Linked DNA regions of Sus scrofa: all the other regions are linked to region 3. Evidence: chromatin contacts called from public HiChIP or PLAC-seq and promoter capture Hi-C data. All regions are on one chromosome and are shown on one strand. The core of a region is the stretch at or near the end of the contact, and the rest is flanking DNA. Distances in the headings are between cores, read along the strand shown. Region 1 holds the start of KRTCAP2 (keratinocyte associated protein 2). Region 2 holds the start of HCN3 (potassium/sodium hyperpolarization-activated cyclic nucleotide-gated channel 3). Region 3 holds the start of DAP3 (28S ribosomal protein S29, mitochondrial). Region 4 holds the start of THBS3 (thrombospondin-3).

Evidence for each region. Promoter capture Hi-C pulls out the DNA fragments that hold promoters and counts their contacts. HiChIP or PLAC-seq counts read pairs in DNA pulled down with a chosen protein or histone mark.
Region 1: a contact with region 3 is called in an H3K27ac HiChIP or PLAC-seq map of skeletal muscle, with 2.5 times the contacts expected there. The contact joins the promoter of KRTCAP2 here to the promoter of DAP3 in region 3. A contact is called at or near these places in 2 of 2 datasets of contacts at active chromatin or transcription factors (alveolar macrophages and skeletal muscle).
Region 2: a contact with region 3 is called in an H3K27ac HiChIP or PLAC-seq map of alveolar macrophages. The contact joins the promoter of HCN3 here to the promoter of DAP3 in region 3. A contact is called at or near these places in 1 of 5 promoter capture datasets (liver), 4 of 47 Hi-C or Micro-C datasets (epiblast stem cells, heart right ventricle, liver and 1 more) and 2 of 2 datasets of contacts at active chromatin or transcription factors (alveolar macrophages and skeletal muscle).
Region 4: a contact with region 3 is called in a promoter capture Hi-C map of liver, with 4 times the contacts expected there. The contact joins the promoter of THBS3 here to the promoter of DAP3 in region 3. A contact is called at or near these places in 2 of 5 promoter capture datasets (fetal liver and liver), 4 of 47 Hi-C or Micro-C datasets (alveolar macrophages, heart right ventricle, retroperitoneal adipose tissue and 1 more) and 2 of 2 datasets of contacts at active chromatin or transcription factors (alveolar macrophages and skeletal muscle).

Annotation. Positions count from the first base shown.
Region 1 is chr4:94,641,630-94,644,768 of Sscrofa11.1, reverse strand. KRTCAP2 (keratinocyte associated protein 2) reads right to left here and starts at 1,469. Exons shown (of 5, transcript NM_001190186.1): 1 at 1,388-1,469; 2 at 904-1,058; 3 at 698-761. The coding sequence starts at 1,394. It overlaps TRIM46 (tripartite motif-containing protein 46), which reads left to right and starts at 2,013. Exons shown (of 11, transcript XM_003125718.5): 1 at 2,013-2,206. The coding sequence starts at 2,144.
Region 2 is chr4:94,558,659-94,561,611 of Sscrofa11.1, reverse strand. It overlaps HCN3 (potassium/sodium hyperpolarization-activated cyclic nucleotide-gated channel 3), which reads left to right and starts at 1,507. Exons shown (of 9, transcript XM_013997013.2): 1 at 1,507-1,551. The region is part of intron 1 of CLK2 (dual specificity protein kinase CLK2); the gene reads right to left.
Region 3 is chr4:94,296,229-94,299,519 of Sscrofa11.1, reverse strand. It overlaps DAP3 (28S ribosomal protein S29, mitochondrial), which reads left to right and starts at 2,039. Exons shown (of 13, transcript XM_021089714.1): 1 at 2,039-2,452. ASH1L (histone-lysine N-methyltransferase ASH1L) reads right to left here and starts at 1,988. Exons shown (of 28, transcript XM_021089697.1): 1 at 1,844-1,988; 2 at 1,242-1,381. The coding sequence starts at 1,973.
Region 4 is chr4:94,611,273-94,614,435 of Sscrofa11.1, reverse strand. THBS3 (thrombospondin-3) reads right to left here and starts at 1,734. Exons shown (of 23, transcript XM_013997018.2): 1 at 1,592-1,734; 2 at 386-592. The coding sequence starts at 1,670. MTX1 (metaxin 1) reads left to right here and starts at 2,997. Exons shown (of 8, transcript NM_001039750.1): 1 at 2,997-3,091. The coding sequence starts at 3,011.

The DNA of each region.
Region 1 (3,139 bases), core at 220-2,719, 350 kb before region 3:
TCCCTGGCCTCGCTCAGTGGGTTAAGGATCCAGTGTTGCTGTGAGTGGTGATGTAGGTCACAGACATGGCTCAGATCCTACGTTGCTGTGGCTGTGGTGTAGGCCGGCAGCTACAGCTCCGATTCGACCCCTAGCCTGGGAACCTCCATATGCCATGGGAGCGGCCCTAGAAAAGGCAAAAAGACAAAAAAAAAGAAAAAAAAAGAAAACGATCTAACAGTTATTCTTATTTGGTCAGGATTCTTGTTGAGATAGAGAGTTGATATGTGTAATACATAGGCTCTTCACGATCATCTCAAATCAATAGAATTCCCGAATATTGAATCAATGTCACCTCTGAACCTCTCAACACACTTGGTCTTGCTCCTTCTGCTGGGAACAAAGAACATCTTTCCTTGGATGTGTTCATTACAAACCCAAACCTGCTATTCCCCTCAACCTTCCCCAGGAAATGGCCAGGAAGTAACTGGGTTTCTTGCTTTCAGAAGCCTTCTCTTCTAGCTCCAATTCCAGCAGCTAGCTAAGGTGCTGGATCCAAAAGCAGCAGCTAGCTAAGGTGCTGCTTCCAGACAGTATTAATACACATATTGCCTTTTCCTAAAACACCTTTACTATTCTAAGCACCTGGAAATTCAGTACCGTGTTTGCGGAGGTTACAGGAGAGGGATCAAATATTCCACCCTCAATTTCCACTTACTCTCCGGGAAGATCTTTGCTTGGAATCCTTTGCCAAAGACAAGATTCTCCAGATTATTGAAGGCCTGGGTTGAGAGAGTGAAGGAGTAGGACGTGCACAGGAGTAGGAGGGCAGAGCTCTGTCGGTAACGGGAGGGGTACAAGCCTGTGGCCCTCCACCCTCCCCACCCTCAAACACGTCTGTTTGCTCCACCTCAGGGAGGATACGGTGAGAGAGAAGACGAAAAGGCCGGAACCAAGTAGGCCGCCCTGGATGGTGAGCCACTCGGTGGAGGCCAGTTGGCGGCTGTACATCTGCATCCCAGCGAAGAGCAGCAGGGACAGGAGAGAGGAGAGCGCCAGCGAGGTGCCCGTACCCACCACTGCAGCGGGGTAGAGAAGAGACGGAGATTAGGCCCAGCCCTCCCTCCAGCAGCTGCAGGCAGATCCGGCAGGTCCGGGAGTCGAGGGCCCGACCACTTCCAAGCGCTCCCAGGACTGCAGCCATTCTCCCCAACTCCCAAAACCCGCGGCGACCCCCCAGGAATTCATTCCTCAGCCCCAGATGCCTCGAACCCTCCCGCCCTGGGGAAATGCCCGCCCCCCTGGAACCCAGGACACGTCAGCTCTGCGGGAAGAGGACGAGGAAAGCTGGTCCGCCCAACTCCGACCCCACTAGCCCGTCCAGGTGGGATCCCGCGGGTCCCGTTACCCATCATGCCCTGCCCTGGGGTCCAATTGGCGCCGCGATCCGAGAGGAGAGCCGAACCGGGGACGGTTGGCTGTGCGCATGCGTCGGCCCCAAACGTAGACTTGCTTCTCCCCAACGTCTTCCTCTTTCTCCCCCGCCGCGCCTGGGTGCAGCGCCCTCTCCCGGAAGGGAGGAAATAGTTCATGCAAAAGCAGCCTTGGCCACCACCCTGGTCCCCCGCTCTTCTCCGCACCCGGAGCATCTGCCGCCTCTCAGTGCACGCTGCACTTAACTCTTCAAGTCACTGGGCCCATGGACCATAGTCTCTAGCCCACGTCTGTCTTCTTTGCCATTCACGTCAGCCCTAGTGCCCGTTCCTTAAAACTCCCTCCCCCATGATCATTGCCTCGTGGACTCTGCCCAAACCAAAATCAAGTGCTTCCATCCTTAAGCCCATCTTTCTCTGAAACTATCCTCTTGCTTTCTCTGAGCAAGATTAGGAGCCAATAAAGAATTCGAACATAAGAAATGGCACCCCCCTCAGATACCATTCCAAGTTACCCACCGCCACCCACCACCGCCTCCTGAGAACCACGTGGGGAAAACTATTTCCCACCTCCTACCTCGACCGGCGCTGTTCGAGGATGGTCCCTTGAGCATGCGCAGTGACATCTCACCCACCCCTCCCCACATCCCCACTGGGCTCCAGCATTAAGCCCGGGGTTCGCAGCCGCAGCCGGGATCGGGCACCCGGGGGCGGGCGGGCATGGTAGGGCCATGGCTGAGGGTGAGGATATGCAGACCTTCACTTCCATCATGGATGCACTGGTCCGCATCAGTGTGAGTTAAGGTGGGGTCGAGGGAAGGGGAGGGGGAGTATAGGGGTCCCGGGCTGGCCGGAACCTGGAACAGGTGGGGATCCTGCAAATGCTGGGATGTAGACAGCGGGCTGATGATGCCAGAAAGAACTGGGGGGATCGGGTTGCAGGCATGTGAGGGTAATCTGGGGGCAGCCCTGTGGTAAATGCCGTGAAGGCGTCCATCTGCTGGGATGTAAGGAACCTGGAGCTGCCCGGGCGCAGGGGGCGGCCCGGGTTAGCCGCCAGCCGTGCACCGGGGCTGGGGCTGCAGGGCAACCGGGCTATGCTCTGAGGAGGGGGCGTGAGTGAGCTTGGATATTTTCCAGGAAAACTGAGGACAGGTGGGGGGAGAGCAAGGAGCCGCTCCGCGGTGTAGTTCCAATTTGGACCCCTCCCAGAGACCCCACCCCACCGCACCCCCACTCAAGGCTGCCTCCGAGCCTGCGGTTGTCATGGCAACCCGTGCCCGGCTCTCCCAGGGGCGGTGCCAACCCTGCTCCCCCCCACCACTTCCTTCCCCCTCCCTCCCTGTCCCTCCCTCCTTTGTGTCAGCTGCGCCCCTGACCGGGATGGCTGCGAAGAGAGGGACCAAGGTGAGGTGTGGGGGTGGGGCATAGCTTCAGGACCCCCCGCAACCAAAAAAGGGAGGGGTACTTCCGGTGGGGAGGGGGCAAGGAGGCGGGGCGCTCATTTTTTTTCCCTTGCTAGGGGAGGGGGTTGCGGCAGGCCAGGTGGCGCCGGGGGAGGAAGCAGGAGGGCCGGAGCGTGGGGGGCAAAAGGGAATGGGTTAGAAGGAGCCGGATGGGTTAGTGATGGGGAATGGAAGCGAGGGCAGCTGCAGGCCGGAGCCGCGGCAGGAGGACGGGCAGGGTGAGCAGAAGGATGGAGAGAGCCTGGCTATAGGGAGGAGTCA
Region 2 (2,953 bases), core at 258-2,757, 260 kb before region 3:
TTAGTGTATCTTATCTCCCCAACTAGGCCATCTATATCCTGAGGGTAAGAATCCAGTTTTCCAGCTTTCCACTTATAGTATATATACCAAACACAAGCAAGTTCCAGGGATCTGGGTCTGGCCCCTTGAACATTTCTCACATCAATGGCCAAATCGTCCTTAAATGGTTTTAATCCAGGAGGCCCCAAGCTGCAGTCAGCTTTCCACCCAGCCCCTTCCCTTTTGGGTTAGGAAGTACCGAATAACTGCTTTTTAATTATTATCAGTACTGCCTGGCTAAAAGCCGGCCACCTTCCAGTTACTGGAATTGGAATGGCAGGGTGCACTAATTCTTTTTTCCTTCAAGGAAAGAAAATTACTGTCAGGAACCAATAAGATGAGACTTACAGGGCAGAATGAAAGTACATGGGCCAGGGACAGAGGTGCACCTTGTTGGGGGTGGCAGTGGTAGGATTAGGTGTGGAAAAGGCTTAATGATTCCAACATCTGGCTTCCATTCTGAGCTACTTCTCAAATTGAAGAGAAGGGTGGCATTTGATTCATTCCAGGCGTAAAAGGGCTTGCAGGAAGCCAAGAAGACGCAAGTACAAGATTCTCCCCGATAACCCAACCTTGCTTAACACAGCCACGCACATGTCATCTCACTACATACACAGTGCCACCAAAGTCCCTCACAGGCTTTCCTCCTTCCAACCCTCCCCCCCAACTATCTCCAGCTTACAATCTTTCTCCACTTCTAATCTTTTCCTCTCTTTCTCACTTAGAAAATCCAGAACTAACTCCTAGAGTCAAACTCTTTCCACAGCCTCCAAGTGACATGGTGGTGTCTTCCAACCTCTCCAGCTTTGGCCCAACTTTTGAGATTTCTATTCTTTCTCATCTTTGCAACCACTCCTATCTTTACTCCATCACCCCTTCTCCTACTTTGGTCCCTCCTAACTTTCCTATTGGTCTTTACCAATGCATCTAAGACAGGGCGACATTCCACCTCATCTTCCTACTCCTCACCTCTGCCACTTCGCACGTCTCAGCCCCACCCCACCCCCCAAGCTCGCCCCGGTCCCTTGCCCCCAATCCAATCTTCTCCCCGTCCGCCCCGCGGTCGCCATCTTTCCGCGCGGCCCCGCGGCCCGCCAGCCCGCGCGCTCACCGTTCTGGCGGCGAGGCCCGTGCGCTTGTCCCACAGGAAGTCCGTGATGGCGGCGGCACTGCGGCCGGAGTCCCGGCACCCCCGCGGCGACGAAGTGCGGCTCCACCCCCCCAACCCGAGACCCTGGACCTCCCGCCTCGTTCCCGGGCTCCGTTCCAGTCCCGCCCGCCCCGGCTCCGTGCCCGCCCCCAGGATCCGCTTGGCGCCGCTCGCACCGCCCCCGCCCGGGGCCCGATCCCAGCTCGGTCTCCGGCTCTGGCCTCCCCGATCCGCCGCCGCCGCCACCGCGAGCGAGCACGTACGCACGCACGCACGTCCTGCGTCGATTCCCAGCTACCCCTAGGCTCCGCCCCCCAGGACCGCGCACGCCTTCGCGTCTTAGCGTAGCTCTCTGCTGTCCGGTGAGAGCCGAGGAGGTGCTGGGGGCGGAAGCTCATGGGGGCGGGGAGAGAGTGGAAGCGGTTTATTGGGCTCGCGCTGCCTCGCCTGGTGTTCTTCCGTATCCTTCCTCAATCTTTGACCCTTTTCGTGGGACTTATGTGGCTTGCTTTGTTAGGTTTGGAGGTTGAAAGGAAGGGGTTGTGGTTTACGGAATGTCATCGCTCCGCAAACCTTTTGAAGCCTGGTGGTGAGGTGTGAGTCTCCATCATAGCCTGTTTTTGAAACAGTTCGCCTACCAAACCACAGCAAAGAGGGGTTCCCATCTTTTGTCCTGAACAAAAGCTGGTGCACGTTCTGTATATGGGGGAGGGGGGTAATGGCTTTGGAGGAAAGGTTTGAGAAATGGAGGGGTGGAGATTCAGGTGCCAAAGAAGGGGAAATCACTTGAGAACTTTGTTATATACCTACACATAATATATGATAAGTCTAAATTTGGTGAATTAAAAAAAAAAAGCAGAAGACGAGAAAAACTGGGTAGAGTTACAGATGTTATAGAAGGAATTGAGCAGTAATTAGGAAAATGAAAAATAACCTGAGGATAACTATATTCAAGTAAAGAAACAGAGAGGAGTCAGGGTGGAGGATAGTCAGAAGGAATTTTTCATCAGTTGGCCAGAAATGGTTTAGGAAAAGTTTCTTGAAATAGAAGCTGAAGGGTAATGAAGGGGTGGAGAGGAAAGTGAACCTCACTTCCTTCTCCGTGTACACTTTCCCTCGTTCATTCAAAAAGCATTTATTAAGTTCCTACTCTGTCCAGCACTGTGCCAGGCTCAAGGCTCCTGTTCTTCAGAGCTTCATAGTATAATGGGAAAGACCTGTAAACAAATAATGGCAGCCTTGTGCTAAGAGCTGTTATGAACAGTGGTGCCCTGGCCACTGTAAGAAAGCTCTAGACTACAACCCTAGCTTGGGAAAGGAGAGTTATAAATGTGTTTCTAGGTTTCCTAGAGGAGATGACATCTGAACCAATGGATGGAAAGTGAATTGGAGGAGAGTGCTAGGCAGAGAAAGTATTTACAAAAGTCTGGAGACAAAGCAAAATGAAGTGTTTAAACAGAATTGGAGTCCTGGCTTTCAAGAGAGGGACTATCAGAAGGGAGGTTGTTGAAAAGAGAGGTCTAAATTTTGCAGGGCCTTGTGTTGTCATTCTAAGGAATTTAACCGTAATCCTATAGAACACTAAGAAGTTTGAAGGATATTAAGCAAGTGAGATAGCTACATTTAGATTTAGGAAGTTAACTCTGGAAGGAGAATTGGCCTGAGAGTTGAGAGACCTATTTAGACGCTTCTGAAATAATCTGGGTGAAAAAATGCTGAGGGCTTGAAATAAGTCGGAGGCAATAAGAAATGGAGATAAAGGGA
Region 3 (3,291 bases), core at 790-3,289:
AAACCATTCAAACAGTCAATATGCTCCAATAAACTCAGATTTGCCTGACAGAGACCTTCTAAGACTCCATGGTATGGCAAACACACTACTGGACTCATAGTCAAAATACCTGAGTTACAGTCCCAACTCTGTCAATTTAACATGTGACTTTGGAAAAATTATCTCTTTATGCCTCAATTTCTTACTTTGTAATATGGGAGGAAACAGCCATCCTATCATTCACAGAGAAACTTAGGATGGCAAAGAAACTGAAAGAGCATTTTGAACAGTATAAAAGCTTTATTCTATTATAAAGTGTGAATACAAACTCAGGTCAACAGAAAGGCCAACCATTCTTTACACCCTCACAGTAATTGTTCAGGTAAAGATGTTCTGGGCCTTCATATTTACACAATTCACTCTATTCAGAGGAACAAACTATTCTTAAGAATAACTGGTTATGACAAGTTTCTCCCATCCCTGACCACACACTTACATGCTACATTTCTAAAATACTGCTTTGACTTCTCTTTCCCAACAAGTCAATAAGGCACTCTCAAACCCTAAAACACACACACATATCAACCAGCAGGGAATATCCCAAACTTTAATTTAAAAATAAGCTAACTTATAAGTGGAACTACATTACACTTGTACAAATAAAAGCAAACTCTTCCGAAACACTTTCCTTTCTTGCATACACACACAAACACAGCCGCTATACACTAACAGACCATCTGTCTCCTAGACCAAAAACATGTCTTTCCATGCACAAACTAACCAGTAACATCTATTAAACTTATAACACGGAGACCATCCTGTAGTTTCAACAGCCAGTTGAGCGTGTCAGGGACACCACAGATCTGAACATACAGGTAAACTACCCTCAAAAGAGGATCATCCCTCCTGACACTCTTATTCCTTAACGGGAACAACCTGGCCTATGGGGGATGCTCCAATCGTGCCTCCACAACACACAAACTAACCTGTCAGGGGCACAGCGGGCTCCGCCTCCACTCGCTTACTTTCCCGCCCCCTCCCCCAAGCCAGGAGCCCGCCTGTCAGGGACACCCCTTCACCTCCGCCAGGAGGGACTTCCCGGTAAGCTCAGGATCCCCTTCCCTACTCTCCCCTCCCCCATCCTTACCACCGCTCTCCCGGAGGTCCAGGTCCGGGAGATGACAGTAGCTCCCAGGAAGCCAAGGACTGAGTCGCTGAGGGAGTACTTAGGCCCAAAGGCCTCCCCAGGCGGTACTACTCACCGTGTCAGAGGCCGAGGCCGAGAGAGATGAGAGTGCAGGGAAGTGGGGAAGAGGGGGCGGCCGCCACCAGGCTCCTCCGCTTCCCTTGGTCCACAGCGGATCCCTCCCGCTTGTCAGGAGGCGGCCAGCGGGTGAGCGGACTGGCGGAAATGCGAGAGAGGAGAGGGGAAAGGCGTGGGGCTAAGCGGGGGAAACTGAGGGGAGGCGGGTCCCGCAACCGAGACGGGGATCGTCTCCCCCTCCGCAAAGCGAACCCAAAATGGCGGCGGGAGCGGCGGCGGCAGAGCGGCGGCGGCGGCAGCTCCTTGGGAGGGAGGGAGCGAAGGGCGCCTCGTGCCCCCCCACCTCCCACTCCTCCCTCCTCGCGTTTTCCCCCTTCGTCCTCCCTCCTCACTCGACTCGGGCGGCAGAGCGCGCACGCCCGCCCGCACGCGCCAGAGTGTATCTGGGCTCGTCGCTTGCTGCTCCCACCAACCACCGCCTTCGGCCGCCTGGCGCGCCCGCCAGCCAGTACGCACTCGCTCTGGGGAGCCTCCTCGCACGGTCCCCCACTTCCCCTCGGCCCCTGTCAAGCCAGCTTTGGCGCGGGCCCTCACGCGTACCTTCAGCGGCGCGAGCCCAAGCCTCCTCCTCCACCTCCTCTCCTCTCCTCCCCCCCTTCCCCGCCCCCACTGCCACCAACCGCCGCCACGGCCGCCGCCGCCGCCTCCTCCCCCTCCGCCCCCCCCACATACCCTCCACCCCTCGCGCGTGCGCCTCCCACAATCCCCCCCGCGGGACTGTTCCATTCCCATTAGCTGCAGCAGCGGGGGAGAAAAGGACAGACGAAACGGGCAGAAGTTGCCGTTAGGATTGGAATTACCCCAGTGGCCAGTAGACACCTATGACTATTTACCTCGATGGCTGAGGCGCCAAGGCGACACGGCTCGCTCCCCCCACCTCGTCCTGGCCGCGGTGAGCGGCTCGGGGGCGGCCTAGCGCCCCTCTGCTGACAAGTAGTTGGAGGCCGCGGCGGCTGCGCGGTGAGCAGCTTCCTGCCAAACGACCCGAGCTTGCTTCTCTGCTGCGGGACAAGCGCTGTGGAGCCAGCCCTTGACTGTGCCTGTCGTTCACCGCATCAGGAAAGCGGATCCACGACTCTCGGTGAGGGAATGGACCTGCATGGGGTTGTACTCATGAAGGAGAGGAGTGGGACTCGGAACCTCCATGAGGTAGGGAGTGAAACCAGTTGGGCCGGCGACCCTCCTAGGGGGCTTCCTTCCGGGCTCCGTGTTGCGGTCCTGAAACCTAAAGAAGAACCGGTGCGTGGTCGGCTTTTTCTTTCTTCCTTTTTTGAAATTCTATTTTAAACCCATCTTAGATTGCTCGAATTTCACGCCACTGTCTATACGCGATGATGTTTCGTGCACTTTTATGCATTCCTCTTGGCTAGATGATATATTTTCAACCTCATTAGGCAGCCTGATGTTAGAGGATAAAGATGCCATACGTTACAAATTCAAGGTCTGGACTTGGTCTCTCACGTCTTGTGTGTCTTTCAGAAAGTTATTTTTCTTAATTCCTTGTCAACAAATGAAAAACTGAACATAAAAATTAGTTAACTCCAAATCTGCCTTCAAGGTTGGTATGTGATAAAATAAAATAATGTAGATAAAGAAGTATTAGCTTCTAGGCACAGGGAAGGTGCAAAGTGTAATGTTATCGTTTACAGTACTCTGGATGTTGATAAGGTTTGTGGGTGTAATTGGTAGTTTGTGTCCTATTCTTCCAAATCGTTATAATAAATGCAAAAGGAAATCTTTCAGATTTCTGTGGCTACTGATACTTGTTTCTCAAAACTGTGAATGAACACTTACTTTTTCTTGATGATTGAGTAAGGAGAACTATGAACTATTAAAATGTACGGGTATTTCTGAAGCTTTCTATTCAAATAATCTTTAGTTTCACCCAAAGTGTAAAACAGAATAAATCGGGGGAGGGATCCGCTTGGATATTCCGTTCCTTAACATCTATGGACTTTTAAGGATCTAGGAATAGTTTCAAAATCACT
Region 4 (3,163 bases), core at 485-2,984, 320 kb before region 3:
TCAAATTGGTTCAAAGACTTGGACTTTCTAACTCTTCCGTGTCATTAGATCACTATATCCCCCGCTACTGTTGCAGCTGGTTCTGTATCCCCAGATCCATTCCAGGGATCTGAGGGACCTCTTTATACCACTACTGGGTCAGAGAAACATGCCTCCCCTCCCCCCAGGCATCCCCACATACAATTCCCCATTCCAACAAATGCCTCACCCTACTGTTTGGGTGCCTGGCCCCCCTAAGGCACTAAGTACCCCTTACCAGGTGCCCCTGGTGCCTGGGCACAGCCTGATGGGTCCATAGTCCCCAGGGGAGCCCAAAGAAAATTAGGAGGGGTCTGAGTGCTCGAAGGAGTCACCATGGCAGGAAGGGAGATGCCCCGCCAGTCACCTTTGTTGATCTTGCCCACAACAGAGGCCTCCAGCCATCGTGTGTTGTCTTGGCGAGAGTAGAGGCCAAAGAGGACACCACCCTGCTTGGGGGGCAGACGGAAGGTGGACAAGAGGTAGATGTCCCCAGCGGTGAGCAGGGCTGTCCGAATCTTCTCCGCCACAGCTACCATCTGCCGGGACTCGCCCAGAGTCAGCAGGTCGATCACTGACCAAGCAGAGATGATTAAGGTCAGACCCCTGTCAAATGCTAAGGCCTGCTCTCTCTGAGCCTTCAGGGGTGGGGCGGCATCCTTCATCACCACCCGACAGTGTTAGTCACCTCCTGGAAATCCAACCCTTGTTGCTGTCAGAGGACAAGGCGTTGTGCCTTCCTTACTGCCACTCCGAGAACCGGCAGGCCTGAGGCTCAACTGGAAATACAGCAACAGCGCCCCGCGAATGTGAGATGCCCCCACCAGGTGGCGCAAAGGAGTCACTGTGTTGATCTCAAGGCAGGAGTAGCACCTGGTGCCCACAGCGCAGAAATAGGAAGGCCGTTTCTCTTCACACGGCTGGGTTTGGCTCTAAATGCCCCTAAATGCTCCTCCTCCCGTCCTGGGGGGTTCAGCACACTCGCTCTGGGTGAGAACAGCTGCCCACTGAAGACTTCGACCCTCCTACTGTCTGGCTCTCTCCCACAGGAACCTGGGACCCAGCTCTCTGCCTCCTGTGTCCTGGCCAATCTGTGGTTTCCCTTCCAGCCTGTAAAGAATCTGTGCCTGTGTCATCTGCTCCAGCTACCTCTCCCACACCCACAGACCCATCCTACCACCAGACCTCCAGGAGAGCCCAGACCTCTTGGTCCCCACCCCCACCCGGTTCTTAGGCAACTAGGAGCCCAAAGGTGGAAGAAACCCACCTTTGAGCTGCTCTCCCAGACCCTGGAGTGTCTGGGGATGCTCAGACACCAAACCAGCCAGGCAGCCCTAGCATCCTGCCTCCTGAGTCCACAGCCCTGGCCTCATGCTGACCCTGGCCAGTTCCCACTCATCCGCCACCTTCTGGTGTCAGCTCCTCCCCACAGGATCATAATTTCATCAACTCTTCCCTCCGGTTCAATTTCAGGACTCTCCCCTCTCCCCTTGCCCACATGTTCCCTGCTACTAGGCTGGGGGCAAGTGGGGAGGAGGCAGAGAGGGGGCTCTGAGAATTGGTACTGGCTTACCCTGCAGGTCCTGACTGGCAGATGCGAAAGTGCAAAGGAAGAGAAGAGCCAGGGCCCCCCGAAGTTCCTGCGTCTCCATGCCGCTCAGCCGGCTCACTACCCCTGGCAGGCAGGCGGCTGGGAGGGGAAAAGGCTAGGCGGAGAGCAGGAGAGGGGGGCGGAGGGACTGGAGGGGGGGGCCGGCAGGCGGTGAGGGGGGGCTGAAACAAAGAGCTGCCAATCACCCTGGAGGCATCCTCAGCTCCGGGAACCAGGGGCACTGAGGAAGAGTCCTGGAGGCCTCCTTGCCTCGCGCCTCTCCCTAATGGTGCTCTCCCCCAGGTGCCTCCCTCTCCCCTGCATCTCGCTCTTGGGGGTTGCTACCGAATGCTACTGTCTTCTGGAAGCCACAGTTGGGGAAGGCAGGCAACTTTGGCAGGGGCAGTGCCAGACAGTGAGCATTATTCCACAGCTGGTACGAGAGAATTCCAAGGGAGTGGCTGAAACTAGCTTGCTATAGTGCCCAGGGGATGCCCACATGGCATGACGTTTGCTCCTCCGACAGAGCAAGTGCTCTTTATTAGGGTGATGGTCCCATGCCTTGTCCCTGTGCTTCCACTTTCCTTCATTACTAGGAAAACCTGGGAGTCTAGAAGAGTCTGGTGGAAACTGGAGGGAAAGTCTACAACAGTGGTCAGTGAGGCTGGAGTGAAGAAATAGGGAAAGGGACGCCAAGGACAGGAGGAGACCAGAGGACAGGCCAGGGGCCGGGGGGCAGACTGAGAACACTTGGGGGTACAGGCAGACAGGCCACGACCCGGATGAAACGGAGGGGCGCCTCGGTTCCCGTTGCCAAGGCAACAGTCCCAGAGCCCCACCTCCCCTCCCCCCACCCAGGCCCCAGCCCGGCCTAGCTTCGGCCTCCGCCACCGCCCCTGTTTTGTTTCCATGGCGACAGGAGGCGCGGGGCCGGCTCCAAACATAACGCGCTGTGGAAAACATGCGGCTCGGGGGACCCCCCCCGCAGCCCCCGCTCGGGGCCGAGCCCTGAGGGGGCCCGAAGCAGCCCAGACCTCTTGCAGATCTGTGAGGGCACCCAGAGCCTGCCCAGGAGCCCAAAGCCCCCTTCTGGGCCCGCTGAGCCTTCAGAGGCTCGGGGCTCCCCTCGGCCAAGGCTCCGGGACTCTCTTAGGCGCGCCGGGATGAAAGCCCTTCCCCCCTTCGCGAGCCGCCTGTGGATCGGACCGCTGCCGCCCTCCCCCGAAGCCTTCGGTTCCGCCCCACGCCGTCAGGCCGCCTTCTGGGCTGGGATAAGCAGCGCCTTCCCGAGGGCCTCCCCCCAGCTCCCCACTGTGAACAGTCGTAGGGGCGGGGGGCGGATCCGCGCGGAGGAGGGCTGAAGCGCAGGGGGAGGTGCTTCCGGGACAAAGGGCGGGCAAGATGGCGGCGCCCATGGAGCTGTTCTGCTGGTCAGGGGGCTGGGGGCTGCCGTCCGTGGACCTGGACAGTCTGGCCGTGCTGGTGAGGGGTGGCGCCAGCGCCCTCTGCTGCGCCCTGGAGGACTGGGGAGGGGGCTCGGACTAGCCAATCACC